Regions from separate parts of the Sus scrofa genome. Here all the other regions are linked to region 1. The links are chromatin contacts, called in public Hi-C and HiChIP or PLAC-seq maps. All regions are on one chromosome and are shown on one strand. The core of a region is the stretch at or near the end of the contact, and the rest is flanking DNA. Distances in the headings are between cores, read along the strand shown. Region 1 overlaps LOC110256827 (basic proline-rich protein-like). Region 2 has its middle 35 kb from the start of PWWP2B. Region 3 overlaps INPP5A (type I inositol 1,4,5-trisphosphate 5-phosphatase). Region 4 has its middle 50 kb from the start of INPP5A.

Evidence for each region. Hi-C and Micro-C count contacts between places; a contact is called where the count stands out from the background. HiChIP or PLAC-seq counts read pairs in DNA pulled down with a chosen protein or histone mark.
Region 2: an H3K27ac HiChIP or PLAC-seq map of alveolar macrophages shows a contact between it and region 1. The contact joins two enhancer-like sites.
Region 3: a Hi-C map of retroperitoneal adipose tissue shows a contact between it and region 1, with 1.7 times the contacts expected there. The contact joins two enhancer-like sites. A contact is called at or near these places in 3 of 47 Hi-C or Micro-C datasets (embryonic fibroblasts, retroperitoneal adipose tissue and subcutaneous adipose tissue) and 1 of 2 datasets of contacts at active chromatin or transcription factors (skeletal muscle).
Region 4: a Hi-C map of embryonic fibroblasts shows a contact between it and region 1, with 3 times the contacts expected there. The contact joins two enhancer-like sites. A contact is called at or near these places in 5 of 47 Hi-C or Micro-C datasets (embryonic fibroblasts, mesenteric adipose tissue, omental adipose tissue and 2 more) and 2 of 2 datasets of contacts at active chromatin or transcription factors (alveolar macrophages and skeletal muscle).

What each region holds. Positions count from the first base shown.
Region 1 is chr14:140,333,648-140,336,801 of Sscrofa11.1, reverse strand. LOC110256827 (basic proline-rich protein-like) reads left to right here. Exons shown (of 6, transcript XM_021073721.1): 3 at 60-158; 4 at 616-1,334. Among named protein-coding and RNA genes, the nearest start is that of BNIP3, 37 kb to the left of the region's middle. Within about 2 kb of position 1,336, at least 73 of the 83 cell types and tissues checked have an H3K27ac peak or open chromatin away from gene starts, as enhancers often do. A contact at or near this core is called in alveolar macrophages, embryonic fibroblasts, retroperitoneal adipose tissue and 1 more, where this site is marked.
Region 2 is chr14:140,669,278-140,672,196 of Sscrofa11.1, reverse strand. No RefSeq gene overlaps it. Among named protein-coding and RNA genes, the nearest start is that of PWWP2B, 35 kb to the right of the region's middle. Within about 2 kb of position 1,651, at least 9 of the 83 cell types and tissues checked have an H3K27ac peak or open chromatin away from gene starts, as enhancers often do. A contact at or near this core is called in alveolar macrophages, where this site is marked.
Region 3 is chr14:140,798,042-140,801,004 of Sscrofa11.1, reverse strand. All of the region lies in intron 2 of INPP5A (type I inositol 1,4,5-trisphosphate 5-phosphatase), which reads right to left. Among named protein-coding and RNA genes, the nearest start is that of INPP5A, 63 kb to the right of the region's middle. Within about 2 kb of position 1,709, at least 35 of the 83 cell types and tissues checked have an H3K27ac peak or open chromatin away from gene starts, as enhancers often do. A contact at or near this core is called in retroperitoneal adipose tissue and skeletal muscle, where this site is marked.
Region 4 is chr14:140,685,384-140,688,559 of Sscrofa11.1, reverse strand. No RefSeq gene overlaps it. Among named protein-coding and RNA genes, the nearest start is that of INPP5A, 50 kb to the left of the region's middle. Within about 2 kb of position 1,664, at least 24 of the 83 cell types and tissues checked have an H3K27ac peak or open chromatin away from gene starts, as enhancers often do. A contact at or near this core is called in embryonic fibroblasts and retroperitoneal adipose tissue, where this site is marked.

The sequences.
Region 1 (3,154 bases), core at 87-2,586:
GAGGGAGAGAGAGGAGCAGGAGCGTCCCTCTCCGCTCTAAACCGCCCAAGTCTCCAAAGCCGCCTCGGCGTCCGCCGCGCACCAGGGAAGGCGGAGCGCAGCTTCCCGCCCGCGGCCCGACACCCGACACCGTCATCAGGAAGCACCACCGACTCCCAGTAACGCCGTACAGCTCAGGAATGCGATCTGCAGCAGGACCGTTAAAGCACATCCCTGGAGGAGGGAGAAAAGTCTGACGATAAATTGGGGAACTTCAGAACCTTAGAAAGTAATCGCAAGGATCAAGGGGTTCAACCTTGTTTTTAAAGCAGAAACTGAGCAGAACCGGTGATGAGAGAGAAGCTGGTCTAGAACCGAGACCGCCCGCCCCGTTCCTGACAGTGTGCAGGTACCTCAATTTCATGTTCCCCGAGCCTCCAATTTCTGCAATTATTTCCATAGTTCCACTAAACGCGGGAAGCAGCCACTTGCAGAGGAAAGAACCCAGAGTCCATTCGGGAGACCCGAGACGTGCAGGCTCCGTGACCGTGGACTCCTTAGGTAACCCGCGGGCCGCCGCGCACCTGCCCCGCGCACCTGCCCCGGCCCCCGCCCCGCGCACCTGCCCCCGGCCAGGAGCCGCCGAGCGCGGCCTTCCCTGCGGCCACGGCCTCGTCCACGGCCCTCTGACCTGCGGGAAGCACCACTGCGAGTCCCGCCGCCGGCCGGGCAGCCGCCGCCTCCCGCTCCTGCGGGCGCAGCGCGCGCGTCGGAGCAGGCCCGCGCTCGGCGCCCCCAGCCCCTTGCCCGCCCCGCGCCCCTCGCCCCCCGCGGGCCCCTCACCTGCCATGGCGGGCGGGCGCCGAGGCGGCGGCGGGAGAAGGAAGCGGCCGCCGCGCCGCCACCGCGAACACCTCAGCCAAGCAGCCGCCGCGGGATTACCTCTTCCTTTTCAAAATGGCGCCCAGCGCTCGGCACCCCGCGCAATGACGTCATCCCCCTCCGCCACTTCCGCCGCCGGGGCGGGGGCGGGGCCTCCGGGAAGCCTCCTGCGCCGAGAGGGGCGGGGCGAAGGCCCGGGGAGAGGGGGCGGGACTGCGCGGACGCGCCGACTGAGCCTGCGCAAGCCGCGCTGCGCCCCGCCCCCCCGGGGAGGGAGGCTTCGTGGCCGCCAGGCGTCCGAGGACCGGTGGCTGTGGGTGAGCCGGGGCTTGGCGCTGCCCTGAAGATCTGTTGGGGGCCCGGCCGCCTCTCTGCGCAGTTTTGGAGGGCGCCAGCCGACCCCGAACCCCAGCCCGCGGGTCCCCCGCGGCTTCGGCTAATGAGCTCGCGGTCCTCTGGTGGAGCAGCCAATGGTGAGCGTGCTCTGCGGCAGGAGGGCGGAGCTTCGGAGCAGGTGTGCACCTGGGGCGCGCCGCCCTGAGACCTGTGGGCAGCTACCCCTGGCTGTACTGCAGAGATCAGTGTCCACCTTTGACGGCCGACCTGCGCAGAGCTCACCGTTGTCTACCAGACCGCTAGTTCAGGGGTTTCTTGAGCTCCTCCTATACCATTCTAAGGAAATGGTTGTGCGGTATACTGTGGCCCATTGTACCTTCATTCGTGAGCGCGTTTCCTGGGGCCTGTTGGGGGGTTATTCATTTGTGGCGTTGATGTGTCTGAAATCATAACTTCTTTCGGTGATACTGAAACAGGAGCGAAAGGGCTGAGCACACCCTTTAAAGGACATGGCAAAAACTGGTTAGAACCAACTGGGTCTAAGACTCGACTTCCGGTAAACCTTGAGTCTCCTTGTTTGCTCATTGTAATGCATCAGCATGCTAAATGACATGGCCACAAGGTCCCAGACAGTTCTGAGACTTGACCATAACAGACCAAAAAGTAGACGGTTTTCCTATTCCTGAAACACCCTAGCCCCTTCCTGAAAGAGTTGCAATAATCCTCCCGCCTGTTGGCCTATAAAATTACCTAGTCCAGGCGTTCTCTTGTGGCACAGTGGGTTAAGGACTGGGCATTGTCCCTGCAGCAGCTTGGGTGGCGGCGGTGGCACGGGTTTGATCCCTGGTCCAGGCACTCCATTCGCTGTAGAAAGTGGCACAAAAATTAACCTAGCCCTTAACAACTCACCACCCCATATTCCGGAGCCACTCTCTGTTCATGAACCCTCCTGTGTTCTGTCTGTGGCATGTTTCTTGCAGGGCCGCTCTCGCCTTTTGAGACGGCCCACACTGTCTACAGAGTGTGTCTGTCCCTCAGTAAATCCATTCCTTACCTATTGCTTTGCCTCTCGCTGAATTCCTTCCACACTGAGACATAGAGAGCCTGCATTGCATTAAGTCCTGAGACCAGCTGTGCCGTTTCATGGAGGGAGGAGGGGAGGTTGGTGGGATGTGGCCCCAGGCGAGAGAGCAAGGCCTGGTGCTTCCCAGAGCTTCCAGGAAGAGCCGGCCTGCCAGCACCTTGCTTGCAGGGCTGTAAGACCTAGCTGAGACGTCTGACTTCCAGAACTTGTAAGAGGACACCTTTGTGTTGTTTTAAGCCACTAAGTTTGTGGGAGTTTGTTACAGCAGCCACAGGAAACTCATGCACATTCAGGCTCATTTGAGGTGGGGGGAGCAGCCTTTCTCTGGGAGCTGCAGACGCAGCAGCCCCTACAGAGGCCTGGCCTCGCCGAGGCAGGAGGTAGATGGGCCTCGGGGCTGAGAATGGCTGGGCCTTGTCAGGCTGAGTAAACTGGGCCTGCCTTCTCTTTGACACTTCAAGGAGAAATGTGATGGCGGGAGCTGAGCTCTGTGGGAGTGGAAGAGGTAAGATGACCACGCCGACCACTCCCGGGGTCAAGGAGACCTCCACCATTACACATGCGCAGTGAGATCCCTAGGGGTCAGAAAGGGAGGGGGCGCCAGGCCACGAGAACTGACGCCATCCCAGAACCCTTTGCTCTGGAATCCATCTTGACCGAAAGATGTGCAGGCATGTTGAAGAGGGCCCTGGGTCCAGGCGTGCGTGAGAAATGAAACAAGATAACTGGCTGTCGAAGAGCAAAGACCCGGAAGAGCTGTCCTGCGAAAGGGATTGAAGTCACCGCTTCGGTAGGCTCCTGGCCGAGGGGCTGTACCGTGTTGCATTCCCGCCAGCGATGAAGGAGCCTGCCTGGCGCCCCTGATGCTGTAGC
Region 2 (2,919 bases), core at 402-2,901, 340 kb before region 1:
GTGGGTGTCCCCCGGGGTGTCCAGCAGCACTCGAACCCCAGAGAGCCCCTCGAGGGGCGAACACTTCTGTTTCACGAAGCTCCAGTGGAAGGTGCGGCTCTGGTGGGTGTCCCCCCCCCCCCCGCCTCCACTTCCCCGTGAGCGCCAGGGGGCCTCTTGGCTGGAGCTCGTGTCCTGTGAACGCTGCACATCCCGGGACAATGAGGGAACAGCTACGGATCCAGCAGGTCACGCAGAGATTCACGGGAACCAGGCTCCTGCCGTTCCTGGCAGCCAGACTCAGCAGAGTCACTCCCCAGGCCACTGACTGTCCCTGCCGCAAAGCAGTGGCCCTCCCTGCACCCACCCTGCTGGCAGAGGCGCAGCGGTCCCCGTGTACATGGTTGTGACAGTAGTTTTGAAAAGGTCCCAGCTGGAGTTCCCCTTGAGGCTCAGCGGTTACGAACCCAGCTAGTAATCATGAGGTTGCGGGTTCGGTCCCTGCCCTTGCTCAGTGGGTTAAGGATCCGGCGTTGCCGTGAGCTGTGGTGTAGGTCGCAGACGCGGCTCGGATCCCGCGTTGCTGTGGCTCTGGTGTAGGCCGATGGCTACAGCTCCGATTGGACCCCTAGCCTGGGAATCTCCATATGCCGCGAGAGCGGCCCAAGAAATGGCAAAAAAAAAAAAAAAAAAAAAAAAACAAAACTCCAAGTGAAAGCAAGATGAACTTGGAATTTTTGGTCAAGGTGAAGAATTTTCGTATAAATCTGCCTCATTCACTGTTTAATCTGAAATTCGCATTTAACCGCGGACCTGTACTTCATCTGGCACCCCTCCCCCTTCGCCCCTCCCTGGCCACCCCAACGCCGAGCCTTATTGCAGACAGAGAAGGACCCCAGGGGTTGGGGGCAGCACAGAGGGGTGTGCTGGGGTGCCCCTGGGCTCCGCCCACATCCCAGCAGGGGGTGCCCCGCCCCCAGCATCACTGTCCCACTGGTCAGGAACCTCCTGAGAAGGATCCCGAGTGGGCTGCGCTCGCGCGTGCCCGGGTTATCTCGGCGGGTGGCAAGTCTGAAGTCTGCGGGGCCGCAGGCAGCAGGCAGACACGGGGCCAGCTGACGTCTGAGGCAGAATTCCCTCTTCCACAGGGAAGCTCAGCCCTTTTCTCTTACATCCTGTGACTGGTTGCATGACGCTCACCCCGGGCTCGAGGGCCTGAGAAACAAACCACAGGTAGTGGCCTCGGCCTGGTTCCTGACACTGCGCGTGGTAATCCCTTGGAATTTCCTGGGGGCTGGCGGTGTCTTGTTCCAACGAGGTGACTCTGCGTGGCTCTCGGGTCGGGCTGGTCCCAGGGGGACCAGGCTGTGCCTGGGAGCTGAAACTTTCATCCTCGGCCCCACTCTCTGGGAGATGGGGGTTTGGGGGCGCTGACACTGGCTTCATGACCAGTTCCCCGCAACCATCTCAGAGGCTTGGGTTTGGGAGACCCCCACCCCTGTGCTGGGAGGGGGGCACCCCCCGCGCCCTGCAGACCCCACCCTGCCGGCTCTTCCGCTGGCAGTTCCTCTACACACTTATTATTCAACGAGCCGGCCTGGGGCCTGCGAATGACTAAATCCTGACCAGCAAATGACTAAGTCCTGACCAGGGAGCTCTGAATTGGTAGCTGGGGCAGCAGCACTTGTGTGTCACCTGGGAATGTGTGACGGGGCATCTGAAGTGGGGACGGTCTCGTAGGGTGCAGCCCTCACGTGCGGGGCTGGGCCAACTGGCTGCTGTCGGAGTTGAACTGAGTCACAAAAGACACTCAGCTGGTGTCGGGGCTGCACTGGGGGCAGGGAGCCACAGGCCTGAGGGCCCATGCACCCTGGAATGAAAAGGAGAAATAGGGCCTGTATTTATCCATGGAGGGCCCTCGCCTCCCTCAGGGGTGCCCGACGGCAGCCCTTGCAACGCGTCCAAAAGCCCTCCGCAGCCCCCTGGACGGCCGTCCATCTACACAGCTGGCCCCGAGGCCCAGCCTGGCTGACTTGGGACCTTCACCATGGCAGCAGCCAAGGCTCCAGAGGGTCGCACTGCTGAGTCCTGGCTGCCCCCCACGGGGGCTACCCTCGAGCCAGGGAAGGACCCGGACACCCTGCCAATTTGCGCACTGCGCCCACAGCCCCAGCCCCAGACGGGGCCCTGCACCCACTCGCTCTGTCCCCGGGCAACACCAGCCCCCACCCTGGAGGCCCATAGGCCCACTGTGCCCCGGCTTTGTGGCTCGGGTGCCAACCCGGTGTCCAAGGCACCGCATTAATCGTCACCAAGGCCAGTCTCCAGGTCAAAGCCATGGTTGGGCTGCGGTTTTGCTGACTCAGAGCCGAGAAGGATCCCGTGGTGAAAGGGGCCCCCCGCATTCCCCGGACAGAAGCCTGAGCTCCTGGGCTGGCGGTGGGAGTAGGGGTGGCGGGTCCAGAAAGGCTTCGGCAGGAGGTCTGAGCGCCCTGCTCCAGGGCTCGTGCACCGGGTCACTGGGTGCGGGGCGGAGGCCCCCTGGGGTGGAGGCTCTGCTGAGCGCCGGCGGCCCCAGAGCCCTTCGTTGCCGTCGGGTGCAGGCTGACATCCTGTTTGTCCTCATCCAATATCAGCTCAAAGGGCGAAACGGGTTTCTTTAAGATGAGAACTAAATCCTGCAGTTTTAATTTTCATGTGCCTCTAAGGCAGACAGATTCCAATTAGCGAAGAGGAAAATCTCCCTGTTGGGTCCCTGCGGGACTGCGCCCCACGGCGGGGAGCAGAGTGGGGGAGGGCGGGCACAGGGTGCGGGAGCCCCCGCCACAGAGGGGGGCCCGGCGGGAGGAGGGGCTGCCTGAGGGACCGTCCCTGGGGGCTGCCCCTCGCCGGCCCTCTCCCCTCCTGTCGCTCTCCACACTGCAGCCCCCTTCTTCCTGG
Region 3 (2,963 bases), core at 460-2,959, 460 kb before region 1:
CTAATTCCAGGCTTTGACCTTCCCAGGCAAGGGGTGAGGGTGTCCAGCCTCTTGTGAATGTCACTCTGGAGCGCAGCCTACAAACCACTCCTGCTTGGCCCTCAGGGCAGGGCAGGTGCTCAGGTGACAAACCCATTTGGAGCTGGGCATCTGAAACCCTACCACTCATACAAATGAGAGGCCTCCTTCAAAGCAGACTTAATTACTGTGCAAGATGAGAAATTCAAAATCACTCATTAGAAGACGGTGATTTCTGGTGACGCGCTGTCGCAAAGTTGTGCCAACAGAAAAAAGATTTCCTCTGCCAGCGAGTGACGTGTGGACTACTCCCTGGGGCGTGTGGAACCCCCACCGATGGAGCCACAGCCCCGAAGCAGGGGCAGCGAGGCACCGCCAGCACCGCGTGACGGCGAGGAGGGCGGGTGAACTGGGCTGATGACTCGAACCCACCCTCCCTCCATGCAGGTCCCTGCCTGGCAGTGTTCTGGGTAGTTTCTGGACCCCCGGGGCAGGTGTGTCCCCAGTGGGCAGTGAGACGGCACGGCCCAGCCTGCTCACCCCTAGTGCCACCTTCACGCATTTCCTGGGCGTGAGTGCACCACGTGGCCCCGTCTAGCTCCCGACGTGACACCAGTGACCACGGAGTAGGGGAGAGGCTTGGTGACACAGTCGCCTTTCCTGCCTACTGACACAAAGAACAAGGACCTGGACAGGAAACCGTGCCGAGCTCGTCAGAGATGAGACAGGCATTTGCTGCTTGTAGTTTTCATGTAAACCTACTCAACTGCATAAGTCTGTTTATGCACTGAGTTTTAACAATGCTGCATTGAGCGACCAGCCCCCAGACCCTGACACCCCACTGGGCCCCAGCATATAGCCAGTGCGGCCAGGGGCTCTGCTGGAAGCAACCCGCTGGGACCCCTGCTCTGTCCCTTCCTGGAGAAGCCCTGCTGCCCCAGGCTCTCTGAGCGTCCGCTTCCCTCCGAGCCTGCGTGGCGGTCACTGTGCCCGGCCCTAAGGTTTGACACCGCCACACAGGCCGGTGCCGAGAGACCAGCCGTGGGGGACACAGGGCACGGGGCCTGCAGTCACACGTGCCTAGAACCTCACACAGGGGTTCCGTCCAGAGCCTCTTGGCAGCTGAGGCAGAGTGGCGGGCCTTCCCCGGCCTCCTGGAAGGGGCTGCCGGGCAGAGACCCCAGCAGGGCTGACGGCACGGAGGACGGACAGGAAAAGCCCCTGGGGTGTGGCACGACGAGCTCGGGTCCCATCCAGTTGGAAGGAACGCAGTGAAGCAAGACCTGGGCGGGTGCGGGCTCCAGGCCCCCAGGAGGCCACGTGAGCGCGGCCGCGGCTCTAACTCAGCCCGCGCACCCCGCCCACCTAGGACAGGTCACTGCCCAACGCACACATGTGCTTGGCCCAAATTCCTTACCCAAGAAAGGCGCGTCTGCTAATTCAGGGAAGAGCAGGCGACAGATAGAAATACGTGGATTCTTTCACAGGAAAGCTCAAGAAAAATATTTTGGGAAAAAGTGAATTAGAAATTTGGCAAGGAAGAGTCTAGGGAATGAACACACACACACACACACACACACACACACACACCATCCAGCCCAACCCAAAGCAGCTCCCCTTCCTGACACTGTGCAGGTGCCGGGCTCGCAGTTCCCAGGAAGCCAGCAGTGCGGCCCAGGCACAGCCGTCCCCCCACGGCCGAGAGTCTGCAGTAAAAATAGCAACAGCCAGGCCTTGTTCGGGCTTCTCCAAGGAGCCGCATCTGAGTGACCTAAAAAGGAATTCCATCCTGCAAACAAACCAGTGGAAGCCTGATAGCCAAGATAAGGAGCCGAAAAGGGACAAAGGAATTTCTTGAGAGAAACAGATTACTGCTATTTACCAGCCATGCCTTGAGATCCCCCGCGAGCAACGCCTGCCCGCCCTCCAGCCTGGGCCGTGCCAGGACGGTGGGGGCCGGGGGCCGGGGGCCTGCCCCCAGGAGGAAGCCCAGACTCAGCTCCTGCAGGCCCTGAGTGGACACTCTCCCGGGTCCAGGCCCCACAGCAGCCGCCGACCCGGGCACGGGGTGCAGGTGTGTGGCCAGCAGGCCCTCCTCCTCGTAGCCCAGCACCCAGGGTGCCACGAGCTTCCGTGACCTCCCAGCGGGCAGAGGGGCTGCCAGGCCATCCGTGAGCGTGTCTGCCTGGCCCCGTCTAGGCAGGAGGACCACTCATCCAAGCTCTACTCACAGCGGCTTCCCCCAAGTCCCCAGCCCTCAGCTGCCCCCAGTGCCATCCCTTCCTGGGCCCCCCGAGTCCACAGGGAAAGGACCCCATGTCGACAGCCTCCGGAGCTCTGTGCCCACCCAGCTGTTGGCAGAAGCATCCGTCTCCTCCTCCGGCCTCGGCCCAGGCTCACCCAAGAGCACAGACTCCCAGATCCCACCTCGTCACTGCCGTCAAGCGCTGGGGGTCCTTGGGCACCTGACTGAGCCCCGTCCTCCCCAGGGTGCTGGGGCCCCACCCCTCCTGCTGGTCCAGCCATCACTCTCCCCTCACGGTCCTGTGCCAGGGAGGCCACCTAACCCCTTCCAACAAGGGGACCCAGCTCCCATACCCCCCGCTGCCCCTGCCTCCGCCGTCCTCTGTGCCAGGGCCCCCAGCGTCGCCCGGGGCTCAGCCTTCGGCATCACAGCGACGGGCCGCCGTCCTGCTCATGCAACCCAGGCAGGTCTCAGAACCTCCTTAAGCCTCCCTTCCCTCGTCTGTGAAACGGGTTTGACGGTGACCCCATCACGGGCGAGCAGGGCCACACGCGAGCACTCACCACGCAGCAGCGACGGGCCCAAGGGGTGGGACGCAAGGAACACGAAGCAGGTCACTGGGTCCTGCGGGCGGACGATCCCCACACGTGTGCACTTGACACGTTCACACACCCACGTGGCCGGCACAGTGTGAGCTGTC
Region 4 (3,176 bases), core at 415-2,914, 350 kb before region 1:
TGCCTGCAGCCCAGCAGGCATTTCCGTCCACGTCAAGGCCTCCTGCTGGACGGCGGGGAGAAGGGAGGCTGGGGAGGGAGCCCCAGAGGAGGTGGGAAGGGGGGGAGCTCCCTGACGGCCCCTCTCCAGTGATGCCCAACAGGTGTCTCTGCGGGAGGGGCTGCCCCAGGGTCAGAGCCACATCCGCAGGCTCCTCTGCAAACAGAGGCCACCCGGCTGCACCCGCCCCGTTTCCCGCACCACGGCCCTGTTCCCGAGGACGGTTAAGGGACAGGCTCCTCCTGGCTGTGAGGACAGGGAAAGGCAGCCCCAGGAAGTGCCCCCTGCAGGCGTGGCTCCGTCCAGTTCCTATCAGGCGCAGCAGCTGCTGCACGGCCAGGACAGAGCCACACACTCACATTGTGCCCTGCCTTGGGGTGCCTGAGGGTGGGGTGGCTGCCCAGAGGAGCCGCAGGCTGGGGCCTTGGGCCCCGGTCCCAGGACGTTCCGTGGAAGCTGACCGTGAGCCTGGGGGGCCGGCTTCCTCCAAGTGCCTGTGGGCGTGTGTCTGCGCCTGGGGCCGGCCAGGAGCACCCTCCCACGAGGAAGAAGGTCTCCAGGGGGAAGGAGAGAAGGGACCCTGGGGCAGGCCCATACCCCAACTCTCCCAGCTCCACCCAGCTCTGCAGTGCCCCCCCCCGACCCGCCGGGATGCAGCCTGGCCCTTGGACCCTCAGCAGCCTTCACCCCCCAGACATGTCTTCGGGAGCGCTGTCATCATCAGCCGGCGCCTCCGGGAGGCAGGGTGGCCAGGCCCGGGCCGGGCTCCTCTTAGCAGCTGGAAAGGTGAGCTGGGCTTCTGCAGCCAGGGTCTCGGCCCACGAGCCCAAGGCTGGGCCCGTGGAGGTCACCTGTCCTGCCCAGGACCACTTGGAATTTAGCACAGGAATAGGCGGGAAGTCAGAGTCCAGCCCACGTTACTGGGACTATTTTGGGGACTATTTTGAATGTGCTTGTGCCCACTTGGTCTCTTCTGCGGCCGGAGCACCAGCTTCATCGTGTCTGCCAACCGTGTAACAGAGTCAACCTCCAGGCCTGGAGATGCTGAAAGAATACTAAGGGAGGAGTCAGTGGGTTAAGCCCCCGACTAGGATCCTTGAGGACGCAGGTTCCATCCCTGGCCTCGCGCCGTGGGTGAAGGATTCGGCGTTGCCCGGAGCTGCGGTGTAGGTCGCAGATGCGGCTGTGGCTGTGGTGCAGGCCGGCAGCTGTAGCTCCCATGCGACCCCAGCCTGGGAACGTCCGCACGCCACGGGTGCGGCCCTAAAAAGAAAAAAGAAAAAAAGAAAACAACAGGAATACCAAGTGATGTACCCTTTGCCGTGCTCACACTTGTAAGTCAAACCAAACACGTGTGTTTCGGTGGAAACCCGAGCGTTGTGGGGGAGGGGAGGGCACCTGCGCCGACGGTCAGCAGTCAGTGTCGGCTCAGCTCCGTTAGACGGGAGGGGTGCAGCGTCCCCCCACCCCACGCAGAAACCAGGTTTTCCCCACTGATTCCAGGATCAGCGACCTCCCTGTGTGTCTGTCTGGCACGTTCTCTCGGAGCTGCTTATAGCAGCTGCCTGGCTCTCCCTGGATTCCGGAGTAAACATCTCCAGCGGGCGCTCATTTTAATCCGTGAGTCACGCAGGAGCTCAGCCTTTACTGAGAATCCTCTTGTAACGGCTGCTTTAGGTCGGTGGGAGTCACCGTACACACAGCGAGGGTGCGTTTGCTGTACTTACGGAGCCAAGTGAGTTAAGCCAATAAACGCAATTTAGGAGGTTGGAAGGTACTCAGTTGGTAAGAGGAAACAATTGTTCAAAGATCTTGTGACAATGTTTGAATTGAGAAACAGGTGGTTTTCAAAAGTCTGGAAGTCCGGGTTTTAAGGGTGGCGGGGGCTCAACCTCCGGCCTGCGGTCCAGCGACCCCAGCCCTCGTCCCCGCCCCCAACCCTAACCCCGCCCCCGCCCCCCGCACCCGGAAGCCCAGCCCAGAGGCCCACCTGCCCGGTGCCTCCGCCCGGATTTCGCAAATGGGTACCTGAGGGCTTTTCACTTTCTAAAGGCTCCCTTCAGGAGGGGGTGGCTGTGTCCCCAGCCTCTCCACCCAGTTTACAGCCGCACCCCCACACCGCCAGCCCCCCTCGCCGGCTCGGCCCCGTGGCAGCGGCCACCCTGGCGGATGCTGAAAGCTTCTGCAGGTGGCAGCACGGCCCCGTGGTGAAGCTGCCCTGCGGCTTCAAAGGCGCACCGCCAGGGGGCGCGGGTCCCCTGCCGCCCGAGGCCCTGCCCTCGACTGTGACTGCCCAGGCCGGGGCTGTGACTGTCCCCAAAGGGCTCAGTGAAAGACTCCCGGGCTTTGAGAGGCGGTCAGGGCTCTGCAGGTCGCGGGGCCGTCACTCTTCCGGAGACCTCCGCGCACTTGGGCCCAGAGAGGAACCCGAGGCAGGAAGCCCTTGTTACCCGGCTCAGGGGGCCAAGCGGAGCCTCACATTTCTGGCTTCCCCTCCCCCCGTGGCCCCCCAGCCGAGCCCAGGGACCGTGCACTCCACGCAGCTGTGCCTTGGGGCCAGTCCTAGGGCTGCTGGAAACAGGGAGGCCCCCACAAGCTGGAGCGACTCCCCATGGATGGGGGGTCAGCCCTGCCTCCTGGAGGCCAGGTCTGATGGGCGGGGAGCTGGCCCAGCACCTTCCCCAGAAGCTGAGGGGCCTGGGCCTGGCTCGGGGCCAGCGTGGGCACCCAACTACCTGTGCATGTGGGGGCTGTGTGCTTGGCAGCGGCTGTGCCCTCTGCAGCATGGCCAGGAGAGGCCCCCACACCTCCGTACAGTGTGGACTCCCAGAGACTGCAGGCCAGGTTGCTGGGTGCTCAGCAGGCAGCAGAGGGCCCCAGGGCTGGGCTGGAGCCCAGGTGGCTCCTTCAGCTGGGCTCTGACGGCAGCTCCCAGACACCAGACAGCTCAGGGGCCACGCCGGGGGTATTGCAGGAATACAGGTGCCTGGGCCAGGGGTCTGGGGGCCTGCAGGGCTTCTCCCCCTGCGGCCCCCTCAGGCTCACAGTTTCTGCCAACAGCCGCAGCTCCCTGTGCCCCCCAGGCCTTGACACTACTGTCCACAGGGTGCCAGCGCCAAGCTCGCCTGGGCGAGGCT